2 separate regions of the Sus scrofa genome follow, and region 2 is linked to region 1. The links are chromatin contacts, called in public HiChIP or PLAC-seq maps. All regions are on one chromosome and are shown on one strand. Each heading gives the region's core, a stretch centred on a gene start, on an enhancer-like site or on the middle of the called end of the contact. The rest is flanking DNA. Distances are from core to core; before and after follow the strand shown.

The links. HiChIP or PLAC-seq counts read pairs in DNA pulled down with a chosen protein or histone mark.
Region 2: an H3K27ac HiChIP or PLAC-seq map of skeletal muscle shows a contact between it and region 1, with 2.9 times the contacts expected there. The contact joins two enhancer-like sites. A contact is called at or near these places in 3 of 47 Hi-C or Micro-C datasets (embryonic fibroblasts, heart right ventricle and skeletal muscle) and 2 of 2 datasets of contacts at active chromatin or transcription factors (alveolar macrophages and skeletal muscle).

The regions. Positions count from the first base shown.
Region 1 is chr13:70,011,769-70,019,269 of Sscrofa11.1, forward strand. It overlaps GRIP2 (glutamate receptor-interacting protein 2), which reads left to right. Exons shown (of 24, transcript XM_013982003.2): 2 at 855-935; 3 at 1,185-1,320; 4 at 2,074-2,219; 5 at 2,903-2,989; 6 at 3,458-3,533; 7 at 4,664-4,809; 8 at 5,398-5,545; 9 at 5,654-5,823; 10 at 6,738-6,863; 11 at 7,174-7,323. Among named protein-coding and RNA genes, the nearest start is that of GRIP2, 66 kb to the left of the region's middle. Within about 2 kb of position 4,138, at least 5 of the 83 cell types and tissues checked have an H3K27ac peak or open chromatin away from gene starts, as enhancers often do. A contact at or near this core is called in skeletal muscle, where this site is marked.
Region 2 is chr13:70,327,888-70,335,388 of Sscrofa11.1, forward strand. LOC110256290 (a long non-coding RNA gene) reads left to right here. Exons shown (of 2, transcript XR_002337663.1): 1 at 1-323; 2 at 5,363-6,358. Among named protein-coding and RNA genes, the nearest start is that of LSM3, 17 kb to the right of the region's middle. Within about 2 kb of position 4,599, at least 12 of the 83 cell types and tissues checked have an H3K27ac peak or open chromatin away from gene starts, as enhancers often do. A contact at or near this core is called in skeletal muscle, where this site is marked.

The DNA.
Region 1 (7,501 bases), core at 2,888-5,387:
CCTAATCTGAACCTCCCTGTGAAAATAGCTGGGATGGGATAAGAGGCTTCTGCCCCCTGCCAGGGCTGAGTCTCCTACAGCCCTGCTCTCCCCTCTCCTCTGAGGAGTGGGGAGGTCCTGTGAGTTAGGCCTTGCTTGCTGTAGAGGGCTGGGGAGGGAGAGGCCTTGTCACAGCTGAGTGAATGGCTGAGCCCTAAGCCCACGCTCACAGCACTTGACTCAGCTGGCACCTCAGGGCTGGGGGCAGAGGGCTCTTCTTGAGGGGCATGCAGGGTGTGCACAGGCTCAGGTGTAGCCTGGGGAAGCAGCAGAAGCCAAGGGGGGTGTACAGGGGTCTGGGGCGGACAGCCTGAGAGGCAGCCCGGGAGAGCTGGCCACCTTGATTGTCTGCTGGTCGACCTTACCCTTCTCCTCCAGGGCTGAGAAAGGACTCCAAGAAGAGATGTGAAAAAAAGGACCTGGCCAAGGGAGCCTGGAGCATGGGGTGGGTGGGCCAAGGAGTCTGGGGTCTGGTCCTGGCTCTTCGCAGAGGCTGCTTGGCCAAGGGCTGTGTGACCATGGGTGCGAGTTGTCCCTCTCTGAGCCTCAGCTTCCTTATCTGTAAGTGGAACGGTAGTTGTAGAGGTAGTTGACTGCATGGCGACAGCCACAAAGTGCCTCAAGAGCAGAGGCAGAGTTGCCCCTGGGAGGGGAAACCGTGGGGCTCCCCAGTGGAGATTCGGTGGAGCTGGTGGCAGGAAGAAACCCCTCGAACAGACTACCTCTGCCAAGCAGAAGATTCCCAAGGCAGAAGGGGTTTGCCTGTTGGAAGCACCAGCAGAACTCAGGGCCTTTCCTCTCTTTCTTGCCTGCAGACGATGGGCCATACTCCAAAGCAGGCAAGGATGCAGGAGGGGCCGATGTGGCCCTGGCGTGCCGCAGGCAGAGCATTCCAGGTATCGAGCCTCCTCTCCCTCCCCCTTCTCTGTCCTGGAGGCAGAGAGCTTGGGTGGGGGTCTGCCTCTTACTCACTCTGTGACCTTAGACTCATCACTTAACCTCTCTGATCCCCTGTAAAAAGGAGATGATCTCAGCCAGCCTAATGCAGCCAAGTGTACTGCTTACCAAGTACTGGCCTCACTTGTCCTGGAGCTGGGGGCCCAGAATAAGCCCCATGCTGCCGCTCACCCCCTTTCTGTTGGCAGAGGAGTTCCGAGGGGTCACCGTGGTGGAGCTGACCAAGAAGGAAGGCAGCACTCTGGGCCTGACCATCTCAGGGGGCACCGACAAGGACGGCAAGCCCAGGGTCTCCAACCTGAGACCTGGGGGGCTAGCAGCCAGGTGAGCTGAGGGCTTGGTCGGGGCAGGGGGAAGGGGGCTGGGGCTGGTGGAAAAGGTACGCGGGCCTTTGGCAGAGGGATCAGGCAGTTTTTCCTGGAGCACCTGTGAGCTTGGAAAGGCCTCTGGTGGGGGTAGCGATTCTAGGCCCAAACTCCTTCTTTCCCTTCACACCAGAGCCCCAGGCCTCCACATACGCCGTTCCCTCTGCCTGGCCCCAGCTAGCCTGCTCTTCACCCCTCCACACCGCCTCTGGAAAGCCCCCAGGACTCCAGGCTGAGGCAGCCACTCTGCTGGCACAGTCCTGTGAGCCACTGTGGAACACGTTGCCCTGCATTTTCCCTTAATTTTGCCTCTGCAGCTCTCTGGAGCCAGGAGTTCCATGAAACCTAGGAGTGAGCCTCTCCTTCACTGCCCCCAGACCTGGGAAGAGCAAAGGAGGCGATGATCTGACCAATTTATACGCTCTCTGGGGCCAGTCAGAGCTGTACCTGTGAGGGTGATGCTCCAGAAGGAGGGAAACAGGGTAGACCAGCCTCAAGGGAAAGGCCAGACCTGGGTGGCAGGCAGGTCTAGGTTGGAATCCACCCTCTCTTACTCATGTGTTGTGTGACCCTGGACAATGTCTGACCCCTCTGAGCCTCAGCTTCCCCATCTGTAAAATGGGGATCCAGAGACCATGAGGATTCAACAGGAGGGTGGCTGTGGATGCCGGTGCCTGTCACCACGTGTGTGCCCTGGCCTCCTTGTTCCTAGGAGTGACCTGCTGAATGTGGGTGACTACATTCGCTCAGTGAACGGGATCCACTTGACCAGGCTCCGCCATGATGAGATCATCACTCTGCTCAAGAATGTGGGCGAGCGCGTGGTGCTGGAGGTGGAGTATGAGCTGCCCCCGCCCGGTGGGTGCCCTTGAACCGTGAACTTTCTCCACTGCCATGGTCATGGGTGGATAAGCTGCCTCCTTGCCAGCACCTGGGTAGTGGGCCATGCCAGTCAGGGTGGGCGGGACCTGAGACTGACTACAGACATTCATGCCACACCTAGGACTTTGTCCACAAATGCAGTATGCTGTCACCAGTTGGTGGCAGGGCCCTGTTCCTAACTCCTTGTCATCTTGCATATTTGGTTTCCAGATGCTTTTCCTTTTGGGGGAAGGTTTTAGGAACATCAGCAGAATAAATTGTTCTTTGCCCTCCCGTGCTGCTCTCAGTACAGTGTCCTAGGGTTTAGCCTAGCTCTGAATTTTCAAAGTTGGTCTAAAGTCTTGAAATTTGAATGACTGTCTGGAATTCAGCTCTGGCCTGAGCCTGCCAGCCATGGACACAAGCCTGAGCTCTGCCAATGTCTCTGTGGGAGCATGGGCAGGCCCTTTCCCCACTCTAAGTGGTAGACTAAGTGGGTTTTAGGGAAGAGGGGACCTCTAAGCCTCACTTGTCCTAGCTGTAAAATGAGGCAGAGGGAGTTCGCCCTTCCTGCAGCGTCTGTGACAGGTCACGCAGCTCTCTTGGAAAGAGCTTCGGGGACATCTGCTGGCTTGCTGCTGTGACTCAAGGACTCAAAGGAGCCCTCCATTTCTCCCCAGCCCCTGAGAACAACCCAGGGATCATTGCAAAGACAGTGGATGTCTCCCTCTACAAGGAGGGCAATAGCTTTGGCTTCGTCCTCAGAGGTCAGTGTAAGAGGCACCTTTGGGTCAAGGGGTGGGAAGGCTAATGCCAATTCTGTGTGTTCTCTTTTGCTCTAATGAATTATATGTATTCATTACATACATCTTTCATATATATGTTGCCTCACAACAAAGTGTGCATGATTGGGGGGAGTGAGAGGGAGAAGTTGTACCAGAAAAAGAAGTTTGATGCTGCCTAGCAACCAGGGCAAAAAAGGGAAATAGGATGAGATCTTAGGATGGGAAGCAAGCTGTTTAACTGAGAAAGGACTTTGGCTGTGTTCCCTGGTTTCTGTCCCAGCTCTGGGTGGGGTTTACAGTCGCTGTCCCATGGGAAGGACTGTGCACAGCAAGGACAAGGTCCTTGCGCAGATTTAATGAAGGGAGCCTGCTCAGGGTCTGGGTCAGGGCCGCTGGGCACCAGGGAAGGAGAGGGTCGGTGATTCCCGCCTCTTGTGGGATTCTGTCCAGGAGGCGCCCATGAAGATGGGCACAAGTCCCGCCCGCTCGTCCTGACCTATGTGCGGCCTGGTGGCCCCGCCGACAGGTGAGCCTGAGTTGGAGGGACCCTTACAGCCTTGCCCGGCACTGCTGGCCCCCAGCACCAGACCCTGTGAGGAAGGCAGAGTGGACATCATACGCGTTCTCCAGATGAGCCAAACTGAAGTCCAGAGAGGGGAGACTGCTCTCCCAGAGCCACTCGGAATTGTTGGTGGAGCCAGTGCTAAGCCCCAAATGAGAGCAACTCCAAGCTCTTTCTTCCCCAAGACTCTGCTGTCTTGAGGGGGTGGGGGATGGGGAGTGAGCTTTGGTGTCCCTTCCCTGGCCTTGATTTTCCTGTCTGTAGAATGGGTCTAATGATGCAGCCATTGGGAGCTGCAGCGAGGGATTTGGGGCAAGGAGACAGGCGTCCTCTGGTCCTCTGTGATGCGGCCTCCCCGGTCCTGGCTGTGCTGCCAGTTTGGCCCTGCCCGGGCCCTGTTTGCAAGTGCTAGGGGGAGCAACTGTGGAGAGGAACACGCCCAGTTCCCAGCTCCTGACCCTCTGACCTCCCTGGCGCGGGATTCCTGGCCATTTTAAGGAAAGCCTGGAACGGCCTTGTCAGAAATCTAAAGCCGTCCTTGGGACAGGCTATTCATAGAACCTCCCAGAATAGCTTTGGCCACCTGTTGGGACAGGCATTCCAGAGCCGGGATGTGACCCAAACTGAGGTGAACCCCCCTCAGGCCCCTCCCTGGGACCCAGTAGAATTCCTATTTGTCCCCAGGCCAGAGCCACTGCTGAGAACCAGGGTGGAGGCCCTGGGCAGGGAGCTCTGGCCAGCAGCGTGAAGCCTCCAGACTGTCTACCTCTGATGCTACCTGGTCCTGGCAGGGCTGGGACCCTGTTTGGGCCCTGACCTGACGCTTGAGGGTTGAGCTGGGACTGTGAATTTAAGCACCAAATGGGGTGAGAGGTGTCAGAACCGACCCCACCCCATCCTCACTGCCTCCTTCACTTGCTCAGTGGCTTCCGCATACCCTCCCTCTTCCCTTCACTCATGTGGAATTCCTTCCCTTCTGCCATGTCCTCTCTCCTTCACCCACTCCATGCCCTGCCCCGTCCTCTGGGCCCCCACCTCTCCCAGTTCCCGCCCTTGTCCAGGGCCAGGCTGGCTGACCATGCCCTTCCCTGCAGGGAGGGCTCCTTGAAGGTGGGTGACAGGCTGCTCAGCGTTGATGGGATCCCACTGCATGGTGCCAGCCACGCCACTGCCCTGGCCACCCTGCGGCAGTGCAGCCATGAGGCACTGTTCCAGGTGGAGTATGATGTGGCTGTGCCAGGTGAGTTGGGGGCCTGAGGGCTGGAACTGGGGCAGGAAGAGGCTGGGGGCTGGAGGGATGGGGTAGCAGGTACAGACCTTCATCACTGCAAAGGCTGTGTGACCTTGAGCCCGTCACAGCCTCTCTGAGCCTCTCTGGGTAGTAAATACACTGCCAGGCCTTGTCTGATGCTCTGAGGACACACCTGACAGCAGTACAGACGGCGTCTCTATTCTTATGGGGCTGATATTCTGGAGAGGAGTGATAGACAATAGAATAAATTAAGTATAGAGTGTGTCAGAGATAGTGAATGTGCAAAAAATCACAGAGAGAAATGGAGAAGGCCCATTGTGAAACACAGTTCAGTGCCAGCATACAGCGGGCATTCAATAAATGTGAGCAAACTGGAATTCTCCAGGAAAGCCCTGGGCCCAGAGCGCCCGAGACAGGAATTCCTGCCCCTCCTCTGCTGCCCAGTGGCTGTGTGATCTTGGACGAGGCTTTTGCCTCCACATGCCTCAGTTTTCTTGTCTGTAATGTGGGTGCAGCGAGATGGAGGAAAGTGCTCAATATTTGCATTTCAAACTCTGCTTTCCTTCCATGTACCAGACACAGTGGCCAGCGCTTCAGGGCCCTTGATCGTGGAAATAACCAAGACCCCGGGGTCCACCTTGGGGATCTCACTCACCACCGGCTCCCACCGGAATAAGCCTGTCATCACCATTGACCGCATCAAGCCAGCCAGCGTGGTGGACAGGTGGGGCACATGCTGGGAGCTGCCATGGTACAAGGGGTGCAGGGGGAGGGGCTGCCCAGAGCTTGTCTGGCCAGATGAGTCTTCCCCTTTGCTTCTTGACCTGGCCAGGAGTGGGGCCTTGCATGCTGGAGACCACATCCTGTCCATCAATGGCACCAGCATGGAACACTGCTCGCTGCTCGAGGCCACCAAACTCCTGGCCAGCGTGTCAGAGAAAGTGAGGCTGGAGATCCTGCCTGCGCCCCAGAGCCGGCGGCCGCTGAAGCCCTCAGAGGCAGGTGGGTTCCCTGGGAAGACCTCAGGGCGCAAACCTGAGTGTTAATGGACCAATGCCCTGGGCAGGCTAAAATTTACTGGAACAAATATCCATTCCTATAGGGAAGCTTGAACTGTCAAGTGCAGTTGCTTAGGGTGGGGAGGTGGGGCAGAGAAACAACTTGACAGTTTGTTGGTGGGATGCCCCCAAAGCTAGTTCCATCACTGGTTGCATTAATAGAAGTATAAGAGCTAGAACAAGGGAGGGGATAGTTCTTTCTGTGCTCTGTGCTACTCAAAGTTTGGATCTCGGGCTCAGCTCAGGATGGAGTGAAGAGCTCACTGGGGATGAGGCCAGTATGAGAAGGAGGTGGAGGAAGTGGGAGCCATCTCAGACGGCAATGCAGATCTGTGCAAGCCTGGACGAAACCAACAGGGACCCAGGTGGCCCCTGAGAGCCCAGTGTGGGGCAGAAATGCCAGGACCCTGGTGCCCTCTATGCTCAGCTACTGCTGAGGCTGCCCAGGCTATGGTGCTGTGGTAGACCCCAATGGTGCTACAACTGGTCACCATTTGCAAACTGTGCTCCTTGAAGCTGATGAGCCAGTTCTTGGGCTCCACAGCAAAGTTTCCCATGTTCAAATCCTACTCTACCACCATCTCCCAGCTATGGGCCTCAGTCTGGGCCAGCTTTCCCTCCTGTGTCCCTGCCCCTCTGGCTGCTGCGTGGCTGAACCCTGAGCACAGTGCCTGGCACACAGAGGATGTCCAGGATGCAGAGCAAGAATCCTGAATGCCTAACCTGGCTCAGGAAACCCAGGGTCTTCTGTTCCTTCCTCCCTCTGCATATGGGAGCTCAGTCCCCCAGGGGCCTGGTGATTCAGAGCTGCTCAGCCCCTAATGGCATGTCTCTCTCTCTCCTCTTCCTCTGCCTCAGTGAAGGTACAGAGGAGCGAGCAGCCACATCGCTGGGACCCCTGTGTGCCCTCCTGCCACAGCCCCCGGCCCGGCCACTGCAGGACGTCCACCTGGGCCACACCTGCTGGCCAGGACCAGAGCCAATGTAAAGTGCCCTCCCCACTGTTCCTCTCCCCAGTTCCTAGAGAAGGGCTTGAGCCTGTCTTATATAGACTCAAAGAAATTGGGGGCCGGCATAGCCTCACCTGACACATTAGTGATGAGATGGGCCCCAGTCCTGCAGCTGGGTTTCACCAGGTGTGTGAAAACTCTGTGAGCTTTGAGACCCAGAGAGGGAGAGACTTGTCTGAGGTCACATGGCAGGTGTGTGGAGGGTGGAAGGCAGCCCTGTGTTTCCCTGTGGCAGGCTGGGGGGCTCTGCTGGGGCTCACGGGGCTGTGCTCTCATCTCCCCAGCCTTGTCCTCATCTCCCTTTTCCTCGCCGACACTGAACCACGCCTTTCCCTGCACCAACCCCAGCACTCTTCCTCGGGGATCCCAGCCCATGAGTCCCCGGACCACAATGGGGCGGAGAAGGCAGCGAAGAAGGGAGCACAAGAGCTCATGTAAGCCGTGGTCTCTTTGTCCTCTCTGGACTGTCTGTGTGCCTGAGAGAGAGACTTGCCAAAGGGTGTGGGGTATTTTGGACAGAGCTGGGGCTCGGGGTGGGGGTGCATCAAATAGCATGCATGGTACACCAGGCTGCCATGGATGGTTGGATAGGTTGTGTACCGCACAAGAGCA
Region 2 (7,501 bases), core at 3,349-5,848, 320 kb after region 1:
GGCCAAGGGACAATCAAGACCGTAATCAGAAAAGGCTGAGATAGAGCACGCTCTGTTTCTTTGCCAAGGAAGGGTCACAGTGAGGACCAGTGTCCAGGTCATGGGACACAGGTGCTGTGACGGCTCGGGGGGAGCCACCCGAGGATGGAGCCGACTCACACAGCAGCTCCTCAGAGGCAGCAGGTCCCCAACGCAAGAAGAGCCTGGCCTTTGTATTGAGACCTTGTTTACCCTTCCAGCTCCACCCTGTGCTTGCTGTGCAGCTTCAGCAAGTTGGGGAACCTCTCTGAGTCTCAGTTTCCTCAGTCAGCTCTGGCTAAGTGGTAAGGGCTGTGTCTGTTGTGTTGATGAGTATGTTCTTAGTGCCTAGTACATAATAGGTGCTTGGTATGTGTCTGCTAAAGCAATGAGTGGAAAGGGGTCACTGTGAAGATGAAATGAAAGATTGTAAAGAAAAGCCTGGGACATTAAAGATGCTCTTTCAACAGTGGTTCTTATGGTCCAGACTCTGGTCAGTGTTAGGGCAGGGAAGGAGTCTGGTGTTGTTACATCGTAGAGCCCAGCATCTTGAGCGTAAGGAAGCCAAGGTCTGTCTTTTCCTTTACTTAATGTACACTGGTGGGGGCCCTCCAAGCAGTGAGGCACTGTACTGGGGCCATTTCCAGCCAGATGAAATCCCTATGCTATGAAGCTTACATTCTACTGGGAAGAGACAGTAAACCAGTAGACAGGTATAAATATGAATAATTTCACATGCCAACAAAGAGCTATGAGAGTAAGAGAGCAGGTAACCTGACAGAGAGGGTCTGACAGTGGTGGTAGGGGATGACCACCTAGGTAGGGCCTCTTGGAGGAGGTGAGAGAGGAGTAGAGACCTACATGACCAGAAGGAGAGAGTCAGACTAGACTTAGAAGCAAGACTGCTCTGGATCAAGGCTTCTTCCTTGGTTTATTTTGGTGTTTGTTTTCAAAGGTCTTTTTTCGAAGGGAGGGAACAAGGCTTCTATTTTGATAAATTTTAAGCTTATAGAAAAGTTCCAAGATAGTCAAGGAACTCTCATCTTCTAGATTCACCAATTGTTAAAGTTTTGCCTTCTTGTCTCTATTAACATGGAACATACATACGTGTTACACACATAGCCCTATACCTTCCCACACACATGTTTTTGGAACCATTTGAGAATTCATGATGCAAATATACTGCTGCATCGCCCTATATTTCAGTGTGCATTTTGTAAAATATTTCCTAAACCAGCGTCTGTATTTAAATTCTGTCAATAGTTCCCGGAATAACCTTTTAAAGTGATACACATTTCCAGGTCCAGGATCTCCCACTGCATTAGTCCTTACATCTCTTTAGTCTCCTTTAGTCCAGAACATTTCCTTAGCCATTCTTTGTCTTTCTTGACCTTGACATTTTCTGAGCATGCAGGCCGGATACTCCTTGAACTGTTCCTCTATTTGGATTCCTGATGCTTCCTGAGGAGCAAGTTCAGGGGGGCTTCTGTGGCAGGAATGCCCTGGGAGGGATACTGTGCCCTCCTCAGCATGTCACAGCAGGAGGCAGGGGGTACTGGGCTGTCCCAGGGTGGGTGATGCCAACTCTGGCTGCTGGGTGAAGGTGATCTCTGCCACTTTCTCCACTATCAAGGTACTACTGCCCCTTTGTAATGAATAAATCATTTGTGGGGAGGTACTTTTAGAGTGTAAGTTGTTCTGTTCCTCAAACTTTCACCCATGGGTTTTAGCCTTCATGGGTGATTTTCTTACTCCATCTTTCCTTCTATGTTTATTAGCTGGCATCCTGCTGCAAAGAAGAGTTTTCCCTTCTCTCTCATTTATTTATACAAAACTTATTTTGTTACAGCACTACAAACTCATTGCTTTTATTTCATTCAGCGGGTTATAATCCATGACTGCAAGGTTCCTCCAACATGGCCAGTGAGAAATCCTTTAGCTTAGCCCCCATCTTTTTGATGTGTCCCCATCTTTCTTCAAGCCCACTTCCTTGCTTTCTGGCACAAAAAGTCTGAGGCTCACCTTGCACTTTGCTTGCATCAGTCCTGGAATCAGCCTTTGCTCCAACAAACCTGGCTACTTTTGATGTTAAGACATTTAGAGCCCAAGCTCTGGGTGCTGGGTGGGCTCAGCGTGTAGCTGTTTTTAGGCTCTCAGGGGAGGGAGCCAGAGAGCTTCTCAGACATGACTGGCAGGAGGCACGGTGATACTGTTAAAGTGTGGATTCTGATCCTGTTGACTGGATTTACCAGCTGGTGTCAGAGATTTTGCTTTTCTAACAAGCTTCCAAGTAATGCTGATGCTGCTGAGCCACGAGCCACACCTTGGGCACCAAGGATGTAGGATGATGGTTGTCAAGCTTAGGCATTTCAGAATCTGGAGTTTGTTACAATACACACTCTTGGGCTCTGCTCTTAAAGCTTCTGACTCAGGAAATTTAGGTGGGGACTGAGAACATCCATTTCTAACAGGTTCCCAGGGATGCTATTATTTCTGAGCTGGAACCACATTTGTGAGAACTGCTGATCCAGGACGCTTGTTCTCAAATGTGGCTATATAGGAATTCCTGGAGAATTTTTTGTTTGTTTTAAAAATACTGATTCTTGGAGTTCCCGTCGTGGTGCAGCGGAAATGAATCCGACTAGGAACCATGAGGTTGCGTGTTTGATCATTGGCCTTGCTCAGTGGGTTAAGGATCTGGTGTTGCCGTGAGCTGTGATGTAGGTTGCAGACACAGCTCAGATCCCGTGTTGCTGTGGCTCTGGCGTAGGCTGGCGGCTACAGCTCTGATTCAACCCCTAGCCTGGTAATCTCCATATGCCATGGGCGCAGCCCTAAAAAGACAACAAATTTAAAAAAATAAAAAAATAAAAATACTGATCCTTAAGGTCCCAGAGATGATGACTTAATTGGTATATGATGTGGCCCCAGCATTGAGAAGGCTATGAGTTATATAAGTGTTTCTACTGCTCAGCACAAGTTGAGAAGATGATTCTAAGCTGAGGTAGGAGTGAAAACAAGGGTCTTTAAGAAGGAATGAGCTTGACATTTTCTTTTTTTTTTTTTTTTTTTTTTTTGCTTTTTTGCTTCTTAGGGCCATACCTGCAGCATATGGAGGTTCCATGGCTAGGGGTTAAATCGGAGCTACAGCTGCTGGCCTATGCCACAGCCACAGCAACGTCAGATCCAAGCTGTGTCTGCCACCTACACCACAGCTCACGGCGATGCTGGATCCTTAACCCACTGAGCGAGGCCAGGGATCAAACCCACAACCTCATGGTTCCTAGTCGGATTCGTTTCTGCTGAGCCACAATGGGAACTCCGAGCTTAACATTTTTAAGGGTCAGTGTGAAGGCCAGCAGGAAGTGGGGTCAGAGAAGTGGGCAGGAATGGGACCGGGAGGGGATGAGCTGGGTGAGGCATATGCCAGTCACTCTAGTGAGTTGGGAAGCCAACGGAGGCTTCAGGCGAGGATGCCTTAACCTTTATCCTCACCTGACAGTCCCAAGGCCAGCTCTCCATTGCAGGTCCAGGGGCTCTCTACCCAAATGAGTTTGGGTTGTGACATAAAGGATGAATGAGCTTCACAGCCTTCTCTTAGTGCATCTACATTTTAAGGATTGCCCATGGATTTTGTTTGGATTTACTTTCCAAAGCTTTGAAATCTCTGAGAAGTAAGTTTAAGGATAGTAATAAAGTATTATATCATGGGAGAAAAACTTGGCAGGAAGGGGATGTCTCTAACTGCTGATAAAGACATCCTGGAGAGAGCTGCTTCAAGAAAACACAATGTATGTTGCATAATGTGAATGCACTTAGCATCACTGAACTGAACACTTAAAAGCGGTTAAGATGGTACATTTTATATTATGCTTTTTATAAATAAAAAAGATGATATTCATCATATAATGAAAGGTAATCTACAAAGGTCTGAATTCTTCAATTTAATTGTTTGCTGTTCAGGAAAGTGACCATGAATAATTCACTATCACTTGGAAAATTCTATCATATCGCTACAAATAGTAAAGAATTTAAGCCAAGATTAAAAAAGAACAGAAAATGTGTAAAACCATGAACTTGGGATATGGATAAAGTTGGGGACCACCACTCACTTTAACAAAAGGACTTTTTCTTATGTGAAGGATTCTGCATCAGGCTCACCTAAGTAACTGTGTCCCTCTGAGGCACTGAAAACATGATTCACTTGGTGTGCAGCATGACAGAAAATAACTAGTCTGGAGAGAGAGGCAGACTAGGGGCCTTCCGTGATGTCACTTCCCACAATGTGATAATAACCCTGCATTTCTGCTTATCTGCTCTCTCCCCTCAAGGCCATAGCACAATATGAGTGTGCCTGGATCAAACAGGATTCCTGTGACACAATCCACATTCTATTTTGATTCTGGCATTTGGTAACCTTTCTTCTAGGAAATGGAACAACGGAAAAAAAAAAAAAACAACAACAACAACCAAACAAACCTGTTGGTGATATTCTGTTGTCCTGAGCATGTGAGGGCAGCGAGGCTCAGGGCAAATTGAGCAGAGCCAGGTGTAGCCCCTGGGTCATTTTTAGCAACACTCCCAGGCCTGATATTTGATGGCAGCCTGCAACCAGCTCTGTCAACCTGCCATGAAGATGACCTGTCCTTTCCCTCGGTTATTTGAGCCCTGGGTTTTTCCTGGGAAAGAGCTGTCAGTGATGTCATTATCTCATGATGCTGTTGGGTGACCTTGCTCACAGAGCTGGTTCCACTCATTTCTCTCGTACCCTAGTGTTGAACTGAAGAACACACTGCTGAGAACCAAGGGGGGAGAGGGTCAGGACTCTGTAAAGGGGAGGCTTCCTTGCCCCTCATCTGATTTCCAAATCCTTATCATGATTAGCTTTTATCTGACCCCGTTTCTAGCAGTCCTCAGCCTGAAAAAGCCTTAAAGGAAAAACAATGCAAGAAGAGATAAATGAGATTATTATTTTTTTAATGTTGTAGTAGACTCAGCCAGACAGAAACTACGAACTCATATAGAACAGCTTTGATCCTTCTTATAAGACAGAGAGATATTTATAAGTGGTCTTTTGTACTGTGGACCAACCACAGAGGCCTGAAAGGCAGACCGGAGACAGGAAACACATTACGTGGTCTAATTCCGCTGGTCTAATTAAGGAAAATAGGCCCTGAGCTAGCTCCTGCATGGACGTCACGGGACGCTCTGCCCTCCTCATAAGGTGGGCCCTGCTACCATCCTTATTTCAGGGAGGAGGGAACTGAGTCAGAGGCCAGACCTGCTGATCACCCAGTAAGTAGTGTTTGTGGGAAATGAGCATGTTTCTGTACTCTTCACCCAGGACACCCAATGGCTGCCTTTCTGATACTACAACCAAGAGTGTTTCAGGAACTCCACACTTAAGCTCTTTCAATCAGTAACAGAATGATCCTAGACCTTCCCCAACACACATTGTTGAAGCTGAAAGGACACCGCACAGATGAACGCTCTGAGGCTGCCAGCAGGTAAGAGGATCTGCTCATCAGAGTGGTGGCATCTGTCCTCAAACTCTGAGGGTTGACTACACGCACACACAGGACCACTTAGTGCGGACAAAATCATCTTGTCTGGGATATGGCCTTGTCGACAACCTCATTTTAATTCAACAAGATGTGGGCACGAAGGGCAATTTACCCTTCAATCTGCTCCCTGGGGCCTAAACAGCACGCTGTTTTCTTTCCTTCTTTGCTCCTGGCAGCAACAGATACTATTGGGTTGGAGCTCCACAAATTGTTTGGATATAAGGAAAAAGACGATACAGACTTTGCTGGTCAACATGAATAGATGCCGACTGCAAACCAAGGAAGGACAAACTGGGAAAGCAAGGAGCACAGCGCCACCTGCTGCTGAGAGGGGGGATGGCGGTAGAGATGCACCCAGTGGGAAGCTGGGCTGGAAGCACCAACCCCTCGGGTCAAATCCTCCCTGCATTTCCCTTCAGGGAAGGAACTGAAGCCAGAAAGGGTGAGAGGCTGATTTCCAACTCTCTTCCCTCCACCTGAGGGGAGGACACAGGAACTGGCAGCCACCTGGCCCTCAGGAGGAAGAGGAGAGGAAACACAAGGAAAAGCAGGTGCAGACCTGGTTCCTGCTTAGAGGGTGAGACGCCCATCATGCCAGGAGATCACTCATAGGAACTGTACAGGCTGGCAGTTTGTGCAATGGCTGCTCCACCATCCCGGCCAGACTGCAGGGCTTTCAGGCCGAGGTGGCACTGAATGAAGATGCAAGGGGCATCAAGATGAGGGGGAAACCACCCCATAAACTCAGTTTGAATACAAAAAAAAAAAAAAAAAAAGGCAAAGAAAGGTGAAGTGAAACATCAGTGTGGGATCAGAAGGAAGGGACCGTGCAGACTGCATGTCATGGGACAGGGACTGTGTGGCCCCTGAACCAGGAGAACCGCTCCTGCCTCAGAACCTCTGCAAGGCTTCCGGGGGCCTGGACTAACGCTCCCTCCTGCTGCTCAGATGTTGCCCAAACATCACCTACTGGGACAAGGCTGAGCCTTGCTGCGTGCTCCCCATCCTCTCACCCTCCATGTCCCTCCTGGCACCCACACTGTTTATTTGGTCCTCCGCTAACGGATCCTGGCACTGACAAAGACATTTGAAAATAAATTTTAATTGATTGAGTTAAATTATTTCACATTCATGGCCCTCCTGAAAACTCCCTGAGGAGAAAAAAGCGTGGGGACAAACTGAACTGGCCCCCCAACAGATCCTCCACTTCTGTGCCTTCTGAACCTGGGGTCCGCGATGTGTCAGGCTCTGTCCTAGGCTTCTTTTGCTTTTTTTCTTTTTAGGGCCGCAGGTGTGCTTATGGAAGTTTCCAGGCTAGGGGTCAAATTGGAGCTGTAGCTGCTGGCCTACCCCATAGCAATACCAGCCACATCTGCGACCTATACCACAACTCGCAGCAATACCAGAACCTTAACCCACAAAACAAAGCCAGGGATTCAAACCAGCATCCTCATGGATACCAGCTGGGTTCATTTTCACTGAACCACAATGGGAACTCCTGTCCTATCATCCTCACAGGCTGATGGTAGGGGGTAAGTGATTTGCCCAAATGGTATGGGGTGCAGCTGGGATTTGAAGCCAGGTTAATCCGACGTGACCATGTTTCCAGACTCTATGGTTACTTTTTTCCAACCCACCATGGACAACTCTGAGAGTCCTGTCAACACCCAGAGCCCACATCCCCAGAGCACTGTAGGTGGGTGGTTTGGTCACCAAGAAAAAATATTCCTCTGTAGTAATCAGAATCGGAATCGGCGGTGGGCATGCTACTTCCACATCCAGGAAAGTTCTAGAAGAAACCAAGAAAATCAGAGTCTACATGCTTTTAGTAGTGAAATTGTGCAATGGATCTAAAAGGAATTTAAAACACTTGGCCTTGGTTTCCTCATTTCTTGGTGTTAGTGTTCCATGTAAATTGA